2 separate regions of the Mus musculus genome follow, and region 2 is linked to region 1. Evidence: chromatin contacts called from public Hi-C data. All regions are on one chromosome and are shown on one strand. The core of a region is the stretch at or near the end of the contact, and the rest is flanking DNA. Distances in the headings are between cores, read along the strand shown.

Region 1 (6,643 bases), core at 1,615-4,114:
AATAGACAATCTTCATTAAGATGCCCACTCTAAGATTCTGTGACCAGCTGGGTCAAGATTTTCAGTGCCAGCCAACCAACATTAAAATCCAAAATGTGACATTATTTTCAAATTCTCTTTGTATCTAATAACACATATCATCTTTCTGAAATATCCAAAATATTTCTCAGCTCAATAATTTTAGGGTTATAAAGTGTTAGACTTATGACCTATATAACATTTCCCTGCTTATATTTAAGTCATTTTCATTCATGATTTGGTGCTAAGATAAGCTTAAAAACATTTTTAAAAATCCCTATAGTACAGTAGGAAAAACTTCAGAGTGAAAATTAAGAGAGTTCCAACACTGCATCAGAAACTGATGTCTGGAGCAGACAGGTTCTACAGTGCAGTGTCTTAAAAAGCAAAGACACGATTCTCATGTACATAAAGATGAGTTTGTGGCAATATACTTTGGTACTGCAATTACAAATATAGTGTGTTAAACTTTAAAAAATTACCTCAACTTGTCTGAATATAGAGCCTTTAAATTGTTGGAACACCCAATGTGTTTACACAAAGATGAAAACCTTTTTTTATAAACACAATGTTTCTACTGGAGAATGGCAGGCAAACTCAGAATAAGCACACAGAAGAATAAGGAGGAAGAAGCAAGAAAAACATAATTAATAACCTAATACCTTACAATGTTAACTTTCACATAAGTATATTGTTTCTGGATAAGGCAGTAGGTGGATGCCTGCCAAGGGCTAGAGTGACAGGTAAACACACGGCTAAGTTGAATCCTGTTATCTGATTGTGTTTAAATTCTGATTATAGTTCACTTGACAAAATAATTAATTATTGTGAACTTCCAATTGTTAACTAGGACCTAGAAGAATTCCAACTGGCATTTTTCCCTTGTGTTGTAAATTTAAATGCAGGAGAACTGAGCTGTGTATTTCCCGTTGACAGCTGTCATTTGTGGGGTGGGGTGGGGGGTAACTTTCTTACCTTGCTAAGAATGTAAATCACATCACCACGCTTAAAGGACAACTCATCAGACAGAGCTCCAGTGCAGTCCCACAGACCCTGGTAAAAATTAGCGTAATCAGTGCTTTTATCTCCTAGGAAAAAGAGAGAGAGACTTGGGGTTAAGGCTTGAATCAAAAGAAATTAAAGAACCATTTTAGATTGCCAAGAAAGAAGCCCTGGCCTGGATCATGGTACATCTTAGTGAACCTGCAACTACTCCTGAGCATGCTCATGAAGATTGTTTCAGAAGGTTTGGTTTTTCATGGCCCCCTCCACTTCTATCTGTAATCTATAACCTGTAGCAATTACATTCTCAAATAGCAAGGTGCTTCTGCTCATTTTTAATGGAAAGTCCTAAGCTCACTCGCTATGTGTTTAAAGAGCAACTGGTCTTACTGTACCATCAGAATATCTAAGGGACAGATTGGACATATCTGAAGTAACAATTTCATGGAGTTTAGAACACTTGATAAGAGCATAATAATAATAGCATACTTTAATACTCAAATATAAAGCATTTGTATCCAAAGTCTCTCAAAGTTGTCTCTAAAATACTTTTGCAGCTGTGAAATTGCTAATGCAGACTTTTGTTCGTCAGGTCTAGGACATTAGGCTCCCACAGTGGCGTTATCAGTTCATCCTTCTCCTGGCATAAGCACAATGGATGTGAAGTGCTCAAACTGCCATACACACCATTAACTGATTGATTATTTAGTGCTCGTCGCTCCGTAATACCACAGTAACTGGATAATGTATGCTTTGTCACTCACACAATGTGGCTCCTAAAACACAGCACACAGTTAAATACGCTGGATGCTTTTGTTACACAAGAGAACTGTTTCCTGTTTTTAATTTCGTGATAATTGAGTTCTGATGAGTTAAGGAAAAAAGACTGCAAGTTATATCAATAAGACACAAAATGCCCGTGTATTCACTAGCCAGGCGGAACACAGATGTGCTGACAGCTTCCATCGCTGCAATGTCAGCTTTGAATCCACGGGATAACGTGGACATGGATGCTGGATCAGGCTTGTCATCTCACTTTTAAACAAGAGGCGTCTTGGCAACCTCAATACAAACGGCCACATTAGTACAGTCAGCATAGTGTTGATCTCCACAAAGTATTAATTTATTAGGAGATTTAAATTCTCCTTAATGTCTTTAACATTTTTTAAAAAGGAGAATCTGAATAACATGGAATCTAAGTATTTGTGGGATGCACCGTTTCACTTAAATTTGTGAGAAAATAAACAAGGACTAGAAAATACAACCTAACAGAATCCTCTGTTAATTTTTATTTTTTAGGATGGAAAGAGAGGGACAATAGGAGCGGCATGATAGGATTGGGGGAGGGGAGGAGGAGGAGGAAGAAGGAGGGAGGAAGGGAGAGAGGGAGGGGGGAGAGGGAGGGAGGGAGAGGGAGAGAGAGAGAGAGAGAGAGACCGACCCTGTATTGGCCTCTCCACTGTAGTAGCACTTGGGCTCAGAGCACTAAAACCAGCAGGGGCATGTGCAAGCCCCAGAATCCAACCAGGAGCTAATAGTGCTTGTGGCCACCCCTATCACATCCTCCCCCAGCCCCCAGGCATATATTAAATACATTCTGTAAACAGACACTAGAGGGCACTCCAGCTGGCCAGATACCTCCAAGCATTGACCATTTCTTTCTTTCTTTTTTTTTTTTTTTAAAAATCACTTAATAATAAAGTGACTGATTTCCTTTAAAAACCACTTATTTAGACAAATAGAGATTTAGAATTGAAACATTCCTGTCAGATTAAATCAACTGCTAATTGGGTCAAATGTTGCACCCCATGTGGTCTCTCAGTGTCAGCTTGAAAGTCAAGGAGTTAGAGCAGACAGGATGACATCATCTCACACGTGAGGCCTGCCACACAGTTCTAGCCAAGTCAAAGAAGGTCTAAATAGCTAGTTTCCCCAGTAGCCCTTCCCCCACCCCCCAACTTGTTCCCCACGCTGCTCAGGCCTTAGGCTTGGTCCGAAGACGTGGAAGAAACAAACTTTGGCTGAAAAACTGAGGTCAAAGTTTTTGGTGGAGCTGTGGGATCCCAGGTCCCAGCTGTCCGGGCCCTCCTCTGGTTCAGACCTTCTCACAGTACTTTTCAATTAACATGTTTTTTGTTTGTTTTTTGTTTTGTTTTTTGTTTTTTTTTTTTTTAAGTAGGGGGAGGAAAGAAAGGACAAAAAACCCCAAGTATCCAGTGATTTTAAATACACATTCTTACCACTTTGGTTTCTCTTTCCCTGGATACACTTGGAGAGACTCCCATTAACACTAATGGGAGTTACAGGAGCAGCAAGGGGAGAGACCCCCACGGTGTACAAGATGCATCTCTCCCTAGATGTGCATCAGGGGCATTCCATTAAACCTCACTGCTGCAAGGAAGTCAGGGAAGAGCCAGGGATTCAGCAGAGCCGGGGAAAGACACATTTTCAACTGTGCCTCCTGTAATCTTGATGATGATGGAGTCCAAAAAATGACGGACGGTCGGTCCCATGGACAGTGAGCACCGCTGAGGAGCACTCTGTGTGCCATCTGTGCGTCTATGACTGGCGTTCTAAGTGAAGAGCGGGCATCTACAGTGAGGGGAAGGCCAGCAGTGTGTGTGCTAGCTGCCTCCCCGGAAAGCATGCCAGACAAAAAGAATCAGGAGTGATCTTATTTGTGGAAAGCAGGAAGCTCCTATAGCTTATCTCTAAAATGGAGTGGCTCTAAACACACATAGACAAAACTCATGTACAAAAACAGCTTTGAAAGCACAGAAGGCTCACAAACACTAGCAGTCTTTGCCTGTGCTCGGGGAGATAACCCACAGGACATGACTTTGCTTTGCTTTGTGGCACAGGGATAGCAGATGCAGAGCCTCGAGTAGGCTAGTCAGAATGCCTTCCTGCTGAGAACCATCCCTGGCCCCAAGAAAGGCAGGCATTCTGTAGACTATGGAACACTCACAAGCACAGATAATGTGGTTTCGCTGTCTTTACTCGGCATGTTAACACCATTCTATCTATACCACAGTCAATATTTTGAAAATTACACACAAAATGTCACCTTGCTATGTGTGCTGTCCTGAGGGGCATGAATTACTTTTGAAAGAAGGTTTAAAAAGGAAAGTTAGCTAGCCTTTGAAAAATGTACACAATGAGCTTTTAAATTTTTATAAAAATACATATTTGGCAAAGCTAACAGGATTGTTACCAAAGTACAAATTAAGCAAGTAACCGCCAGATAGTCCACAAACACAAGATTATAAAAGGCATGTTGACAATGAATGAAGCATGATGCCGACACCAGAGACCCTTTCCCTAAGTACTGCAAGCCTGAAAAGTGTTTTAGAAAGGACAGCAGATTTTTATATTGTTAAAAACATCAAGCGGGCCCATCTATATACCTATAAATATACATGACCTTTGTAAGATGAGTGAATGTGAAGCGACTTGTAGGAGACAAGATGAACTCAGCTTTACCTTTAGATTTTACATTGCAACACTGAGTCTCTTCCTGCAAAATTAGTCAATGTAAAAAATATACATCAAATTCTTGAGCGAGGTTAGAAGTTCACAAGATGAGATGCTAGGCAGAAAGCAACACTCTTGTCAGCTCAGTGCTCCTAGTGGCAAGCACAGAGTCCCTGACGGCTTGCTTTGCGAAGGCATTGAATGATGGCTTGAAAGAGCTCTGTGGCACAAGAGACAGACATTGCAGTATCTTGTGGCTATGGCATGAAAAGCTCATCAACTTACTGGATTCCTTTGAGAAAAACTCTTTTCCCCCTACCCTCAAAGGCAAACATTTGAGGCATGCTCACTTGTGCCTGTGGAAGGTCTATCTACTATCTGTTTCTACCCTCTCTACCTGCATAGACATTTTACAAAGAAACATGCATGCTCTTGGCAGAAGCATCATGATTCAGAACTTTAAAAACAGATACCTAATTTACTATCAAGCATAGAGTGCCTGGGCTTTGCTTGCTGCCATGTTTTACAACTCTATTTTATAGGGCAAGAGGGCTAACAACTAATGACTTTGTCTTGTTTCCTTTCTGTCAAGGAAAAAAAAAAAAGGCAAACCCAAACCTTCTACAGCAACCTGCTCCTGCCTTCCTGTCCAGGTCTAGAGTCAGGCCCGCTTCCTTCCCATATGTCACAGTAGGAAGGCCCCAGGAAAGCTACTTCCTGAACACGCACTGCTTGTCCACCCTGCTTCTGACAACTCAAAAGAGTGATGTATGGACATATCAGAGAGAGGAAGGTGACCCTAGCTCCAGCTCTTTACAGGACCTGGGGGTGACAGGGCAGACCTCACCCCAGCTGACATATGGCTGTGAAGAGGTGTAAAGTTCTGATAAGAAGGCTGCCCATCTCTTCTTTCCCTGTAAAATAAATGCTGGTTTATCAAAGTTAACTTCATGTTTGTGCTACAGATAGTTTATCTTGTGCTACTTGGAAATAGCAACAAGCAAGAAGAGTTGTCCGTATTGTGTGTGTGTACATGGTGTGCACATAATTAGTACTTGGGGCCCAGTGCCAGGTGGAAATGGATAGTGCAGAATATCTTCCCCAGTCTGCTAGGCAACCAGTGTCCTTTCCTCATTTTTAAGCTGCTGTCACTGGACTCTGGCATTTCTTACCCAATTCATTTGCTTTCTGTGTTAATCATATGCAATGAAGATATGCATGGCCAACATTTAAACAGGCTGCAGATCAATTAGCGGTCTTAAGTTTATCTGATTTTTATCAAAGAAGACAGAGCTGTGGGTCGATTGTCAGAGCCTGTGTCAAGTTGACCTTTTCAGAGATGTCTACATTGCCAGTCCCTTGGGCAACTTGTTGTCCCCTGTTAGTCTCTGAATGGCAGAAGTCTGTTCTGCTCAAGCACAAAGTATACACAGATGTCTATATTACATTCTTATAGGTTTGACAGCAACTGCATGTTGTATCTATAAACTGTCCTTTAGCAGTGACACTTCCTCAATGATGATAAGCTAATTTATGCAACTAAATCTCCTTTGTGCAGAAATGAAAGCTAATTGAGTCATTACAAAGTAATTCAGGAAGGAATACCTTGTATAAATTGGCTTACTTTATAAATCCTTCTCAAGTGGTTTTCATGCATCCTAAATGGGACTAAGCAGCTTATCAAGCATAAGACATACAGACCAAACAAGTCAACTTCTTCAGGGAGCTGTGCAAACATCCTCAGAGGGTTAGAAAGTGACTCTAACAAAACCAAAATAGACTTTGCCAGTGCTACCTGAGGTGTGATGCACACTGTCCCGACTTCCCTTCCCTTGCTCGTCCATCTTCACTGAAGCAGTGTCCTCTTCCTCCTCTGCAAATAAACAGAGTCAGTGGCACATTAACAGGCCCCATGTCAATCACAGCACCCACCCTGCTTAAAGAGCAAGACAAAGTCTACAGCACTTAATAATTATCTTTAAGAGCACAAAACACCCAAGATTCATATTCCTTTGTTAATAACCAAACAACATCCTCACCAAGGCTTACGTTGACCTGATACAATATAAGATATACCCTACTGTGTTGCACATTTGTTTTAAATGTACAGAGAAACTTGTCTGGAGCAATCTTAAATCCAGGACAGCCC
Region 2 (6,643 bases), core at 2,930-5,429, 72 kb after region 1:
AATTTAAAGCAAAATTAATTTACTGCCCCTCAAATATTTGATACAATAAAGAATCAAAACAAATTAATGAATTTCAGTGGTGTGCACTGTCAACATCAAAAGTAGTTTTAAAAGTCATTTCTTTTGAGACTGTATAATGTCTGTCATGGTAACTAAGGCATTCTAAACTTGTCTACAGTTTCAAAGGACTTAAGAAGTTAAATTCACTTATTAATTGAAATAAAGTAGTGAGTCATAAATTTTAATGGATGCTAATATTCAATTGTTTTAAAATAGTCTACATAACAGAGGCAGTGAATGTTCTTTGTTAGATTATGAATCAAAACATGAATTTGGTATAACTGATTCCAAGAACTGTGGGTGAAGCTGGTGGTAGAGTGTTTGCCTACCCAGGCCTAAAGGCCATCTCTAGAACTCAGGAAAAAGATGTCTATCTAACAGATGGTCAATTTCTAAAATATTAAGAATTACCATCAACTGAATATTAAATGTCTTTAAGAATTGTAAGAATGTTTCTATGATCATTTTCCCCAGAAAGAACACAGCCTTTGACCTTATAGTATTACCATATACTTTGAAATAATAAATGAGCACCTTTAATTTTATAAGTAGTTCTGCGTCACATGTCACAAAAATCTGAAGCCTTATAATTATCAATGAAATTTAATAAAGATAAAATGTGACTATTTCCACTGTTATCAAATGTTCCAATTAATATCCAAGACAAAAAAATTTCCATTTTTCTATAACACTCAATTAGATAATCCTATGACAGAGCACGTCATACAATTCTATAAAACAGTGTTTCAATTGAACTCTGCTTCTTAGTGGTATTTGGAGGCAAAACTTTCACATTGGCTACTCTATACTGTTGTAAAAACAAGACTTACACTGAAGAATCTGTTCAAGAACATGGTCAAAATCTAAGTTCTAATGTATATCAAGCAGTAGCTGCATGGGAAATCAAGCAATGAAGGGCTGAATTTATTTAAGGAGGCAGGAGAGCTGCAGGCCTTCTTATGAATGTTGGAAGATAGTAAGCATTTAGAATAAATATTGATGACTTATGAAAGGGGCTAGCCTATAAAAGTAAAGAGTTATGTGAAAGAGAAGTAAAAGATTATGATTAGAAGAGCTTTAAAAACAAGCAGAGGAGCCTGGACTTGATTCAGTGGGCAATCTGCCACTCCTGGAGGATCTGAGGAAGCAAATGATTCTATCAATGTACTATTTCATAAAATCAATCTGGCAGGGTAGAATTAGAAACATAAAAGGAATTTGAGAGGGCTTTTAGTTTAGGAGGCAGCTACAGTATTTCACTGTGATGAGGTCTCATACCAAACAGTAGCACTGAGAGTAGATTGCTTTTATTCATTCATTACACAGAGATTTACTGAGGGCCTGTTACATGGTGGGCACTGTGCCATGCATGAAGATCACAAAAGTAAACAAGTCTCATGGCCCCTTAGTGGTGGAACTTACAATAATATAGTCAGGAAGATAGGCAGAAAAGGTACACAAAACCTCATGAACTTACAAATTGTGGTAAGCGAGTAACAGAAAATAAAAAGGATGCAGAGCCACGAGGGGCAGAAAAGCCATGTGGGGTCTCAACTCAGGAAGGAGGTCTGTGGGGTGACGACAGAAGCTGAAACCAACATAGAAACACAAGGAGTGGTTTTCGGCACAAACAACAATACAGTTAAAAGTGGAGAAATCTTGTTTCACTACAAACCCTAAAACAAGGTGAGTGAGGGCACTGGGTCAGGAGGGAAAGGACACACAACATGGGTCAGACTGTAGGAGGGAAGGACACACAACATGGGTGAGACTGTAGGAGGGAAGGACACACAACATGGGTGAGACTGTAAGAGTGAAGGACACACAGCAAGGGTAAGACTGTAGGAGGGAAGGACACACAGCAAGGGTGAGACTGTAGGAGGGAAGGACACACAGCAAGAGTGAGACTGTAGGAGGGAAAGGACACACAACATGGGTGAGACTGTAGGAGGGAAGGACACACAGCAAGGGTGAGACTAGGAGGGAAGGACACACAGCAAGGGTGAGACTATAGGAGGGAAAGAACACAAAACATGGGTGGGACTGTAGGAGGGAAAGGATACACAGTACAGGTGAGACTGTAGGGGCGAGGGCACTGGGGCAGGAGGGAAGGACACACAGCAAGGGTGAGACTGTAGGGGCGAGGGCACTGCGTCAGGGAGGGACCCAAGCACCACTGGATCAGGTAAGCCTTTCAGTCAGCCTCCTAAGAATTAGGATTTGAAGTTAAGGGTATAAGAAGTTACTTGAGGATATTGACTTACAAGTGGCAAAAGTAGTTGAAAACAACTACAAGGAAAAATTATTGAATAGGTCAGAAGCTAAAAATAAACAACAAAAATCACATTTGAGGTCTGCTTTTACAGTACCAAATACTTGCTGCACTTGGTGATAAACACTGTAATCCAGAATTTAGGAACCAGAAACAAGAGGATTACGTCACTGCCTGTGACTTAAAGGCCAGCCTGGTCTGCACATGGAATGAGCTCCAGGTCCATTAGGGCTACACATAGAGACCCTGTTTCCAAATTTTAAAATAGGAATAAAGAGATGGTCAGTGACTAAGAGCACTGGCTGCTCTTGCAGAGGCTCTGGGTTCAGTTCTTAGCCCCCACACAGCAGCTCACAACTGTCTGTGACTCCAGTTTCAGAACTGATGCCCTCTTCTGACCACCTCAGGCACTGTATGCACATGATGCACATACATACACGCATGCAAATTAAACACTCAAATACAGATTTTAAAATGTTTATAATTTAAAAAAAGAACAAGTAGTTTATGCTTTATAAGTGGAGAACCTGTTTATAATCTCTAATAAACTAAAATAATTCAATTTCAAATTAAGCTCTTTCAAGCACAGTAATATTATACGCTAGAGAAGCAGTGAGGGTTTCCCCCTAAAGAAGAAGACACACTGAGCAGCCTTATCTAAAATGCATAGGAAGGAACAGAATTAATTCAGTTCTGATATGGAAATATCTACATAAACAAGACGAGATTATTTGGGAGACAGAATACAGGTTTAAACATGAAAGTCATTTATGTTTCAAATACATTTGATATATATATTTAAATAGTAATTTTACATAATATTTTAATAATTTTGTGCAAGTTTCATGGTGTGGAATTTTCCATTTGTAGTGGCGTGTCATTTTCAACTTCAGATTTTCAAATTAGGATTTCCTCCTGTATCCTTGACTCTTACTAGAGAATAGAACACGTTCAATGGAAGACATTTACAAAGTATGACTTTTGAGAAAGTCACTGGGCTAAACTGGAAAACCAACTTTTGTTTTCAGTCCTAACTTTAGACAAGTTACTTAACCTCTCTATACTGGTTCCTGTAAAACAGCCTGTCTGAGTCGGTACTAAGAGAATCCTCTGAAGCAAATGTGTGGCTGGAGCAAACACTCAGTGCTCTTACCATGCCAGACATTTATTCTGCTCAACTCAATCCATGCATGTACCACTCCTCTCTTAAAATCCCACCACCCCTCCGCCAGCCAGCTTCTGCATGTATAACGGGTCCCATTCTTGCAGAGGAGCTATCTAGACAGTATGCAGAGTAAACAACCTTGGTTTTCCACCATCCAGACAGACTGTGTCACACTGTTCACTACTACCTTTCACTTGAAAGCAGCATAGACAATACAGAAATGAATGGGCTCAACTATATCCCAATAAGACCTTACTCATGGCCAATGAGACTTCAATGTCAAATTGTGCTCACATGCTGGGAAACATATTCTTTTTTAATCATTTTAAACTGTGGAAACTACCTTTTGCTTACCGGCTAACAAAAACAGGTAGCCAACCAGAGTTTGCAGATCTACACACAAATATGAAGCCTTTCATTAGTAATTTTACCATCAGTAAAATCAAAGTAAATATAACAACTTTCCTAACTTCTGAATGGTCATATGGTTAAAATTTATTTTCACTTGAGAAACAACATGGACTGGGTTTTTCTCCCAGCTTGTCCTAGCCTAACACAATTGCACAAAGTAGCAGCTAAGACATAGCAAAGTCCTGCTCTCTGAGGTTGGAGTACAAGAATGTGCTCACAGAGACCATTATAATGGTAAAAGTTCTATTGCTATGTCAGTTTTATTGCTTATTTTACAAGATAATTAGAGCTACTGCCCATTTGTCTTTAGGACCACAAAAGACAGAAGACCAAGACATAAGCCTGTCCCTCAGCAGGGTACAATCACTAACAAAAGTAATTCTTTCAGGCTATATAAAACAGGGCATATTTAGCCTTTGAACAAAAGCATGGTGCATGTAAAACTCAGTGTTAAAAATAACACATGTGGGGGTTTTCCTTAGTTAAAAAACTTTCTTAAAAAATAAGTATTTATATTTGCTTACTTTGTAAGACTTCCCATTTTATAGCCACCAAACTCTGCCGAAAGGAGATGGCATTGTGGTGCCCTTGTAAAGATATCTGCATATTTAACCACTACTAGAGAGACAATAGACTAACTTGGCAATAAATTTTAGTTCCAAAAGAAGCTGATGGGGAACTCTTAAGAGAAAGACAAGTATTATCCATAGGCTTTGTAAAGCTGGTGTTTATATTTCCTTTAAATATTGAACCTTGGATAACTCCTGAATAAGGCAGGTGAAATGAAGCTGAAAGGTAGAAATCAATTTATGGTCACTTAGTTAACCTCCTTCTAACACATTCTTTTTTTTTTTTTTTAAGTTACATCAGTTTCTTTTTTAACTTAATTTTATTTTTAATTAATTTTTTACACACACTTTCGGTCACTTGATCTTTGACAAAGATGCCAAAAATATACAATGGAAAAAGAAAGCATCTTCAATAAATAGTGCTGGTCTAACTGGCGGTCTGTATGTAGAAGAATGAAAATAGACCCATATTTGTCACTTTGTACAAAGCTCAAGTCCAAGTAGAACAAGGACCTCAATATAAAATCAGATACATTGAATCTAATAGAAGAGAAGTAGGAAAGAGCCTTGAACTCATTTGGCACAGGGTGAAATTTCCTAAACAGAACTCCAATGGCTCATGCTCTAAGATCAACAATTGATAAATGAGCCCTCATGAAACTGGAAAGTTTCTGTAGGGCAAAGGACATAGTTGATAAAGACAAATCAGCAACCTAGAGATTGGGAAAAAATCTTCACTAACCCCACATCCTATAAAAGGCTAACATCCAAAATATATAAAGAACTCAAGAAGTTAATCACCAAAAAAACAAACAACCCAATCAAAAACTGGGGTATATACTAAACCAGGAATTCACAACTGAGGAATCTTGAATGGCTGAGAAGCACCTAAAGAAAAGTTCAAAGTCCTTAGTGATCAGAGAAATGCAAATCAAAATGACCCTGAGATTCCACCAATCATAATGGCTAAAATCAAAACCTCAGGTGACAACACATGTTGGAGAGAATGTGGAGAAAGAGGAGCACTCCTGCTAACACATTCACTAGGTTTTTTTTATTATCTATTTTCTTTATTTACATTTCAAATGCTATCCTGAAAGTTCCCTATACCCTCCCCCCACCCTGCTCCCTTACCCACTCACTCCCACTTCTTGGCCCTGGCGTTCCCCTGTACTGGGGCATATAAAGTTTGCTAGACCAAAGGGCCTCTCTTCCCAATGATGGCCGACTAGGCCATCTTCTGCAGCTAGAGACACGAGCTATGGGGGTACTGATTAGTTCAAATTGTTGTTCCACCTATAGGGTTGCAGACCCCTTCAGCTCCTTGGGTACTTTCTCTAGCTCCTCCATTGGGGGCCCTGTGTTCCATCCTATAGATGACTGTGAGCATCCACTTCTGTATTTGCCAGGCACTGGCATAGCCTCACTGGAGATAGCTATATCAGGGTCCCTTCAGCAAAATCTTGCTGGCGTATGCAATAGTGTCTGCGTTTGGTAGCTGATTATGGGATGGACCCTCAGGTGGGGCAGTCTCCATCCTTTAGATGGTCCATCCTTTAGTCTTAGCTCCAAACTTTGTCTCTGTAACTTCTTCCATGGGCATATACCCAGAAGATGTTCCAACTGGTAATAAGGACACATGCTTCACTATGTTCATAGCAGCCTTATTTATAATAGCCAGAAGCTGGAAAGAACCCAAATGTCCCTCAGCAGAGGAATGGATACAGAAAATGTGGTACATTTACACAATGGAGTACTACTCAGCTATTAAAAACAATGAATTTATGAAATTCTTGGACAAATGGATGTATCTGGAGTGTATCCTTAGTGAGGTAACTCAATCACAAAAGAAGTCACTTGATATGCACTCACTGATAAGTGGATATTAGCCCAGAAACTTAGAATACCCAAAATACAATTTGCAAAACACAAGAAAATCAAGAAGAACAAAGACCAAAGTGTGGATACTTCATTCCTCCTTAGAATAGCTAACACATTCTTAAAGGCCTTCAGTTTAGTTGCTTAAGAACTTGGCTGGGCAGTGGTGGTGCATGCCTTTAATCCCAGCACTTGGGAGGCAGAGGCAGGCAGATTTCTAAGCTCAAGGTTAGACTGGTCTACAGAATTAGTTCCAGGACAACCAGAGCTACACAGAGAAACCCGGTC

The links. A called contact is a pair of places that touch in the nucleus more often than the background predicts.
Region 2: a Hi-C map of embryonic stem cells shows a contact between it and region 1, with 3 times the contacts expected there. The contact joins two enhancer-like sites. A contact is called at or near these places in 1 of 39 promoter capture datasets (the HPC-7 cell line), 1 of 15 datasets of contacts at CTCF or cohesin (the NIH/3T3 cell line), 6 of 484 Hi-C or Micro-C datasets (the C2C12 cell line, conventional dendritic cells, embryonic stem cells and 3 more), 3 of 115 datasets of contacts at active chromatin or transcription factors (the HPC-7 cell line, cardiomyocytes and embryonic stem cells) and 3 of 9 other capture datasets (adipose tissue, embryonic trunk and liver).

What each region holds. Positions count from the first base shown.
Region 1 is chr6:51,873,482-51,880,124 of GRCm38.p6, forward strand. It overlaps Skap2 (src family associated phosphoprotein 2), which reads right to left. Exons shown (of 13, transcript NM_018773.2): 10 at 6,290-6,367; 11 at 994-1,106. Among named protein-coding and RNA genes, the nearest start is that of Skap2, 140 kb to the right of the region's middle. Within about 2 kb of position 2,865, at least 61 of the 459 cell types and tissues checked have an H3K27ac peak or open chromatin away from gene starts, as enhancers often do. A contact at or near this core is called in embryonic stem cells, where this site is marked.
Region 2 is chr6:51,943,697-51,950,339 of GRCm38.p6, forward strand. All of the region lies in intron 4 of Skap2 (src family associated phosphoprotein 2), which reads right to left. Among named protein-coding and RNA genes, the nearest start is that of Skap2, 66 kb to the right of the region's middle. Within about 2 kb of position 4,180, at least 9 of the 459 cell types and tissues checked have an H3K27ac peak or open chromatin away from gene starts, as enhancers often do. A contact at or near this core is called in embryonic stem cells, where this site is marked.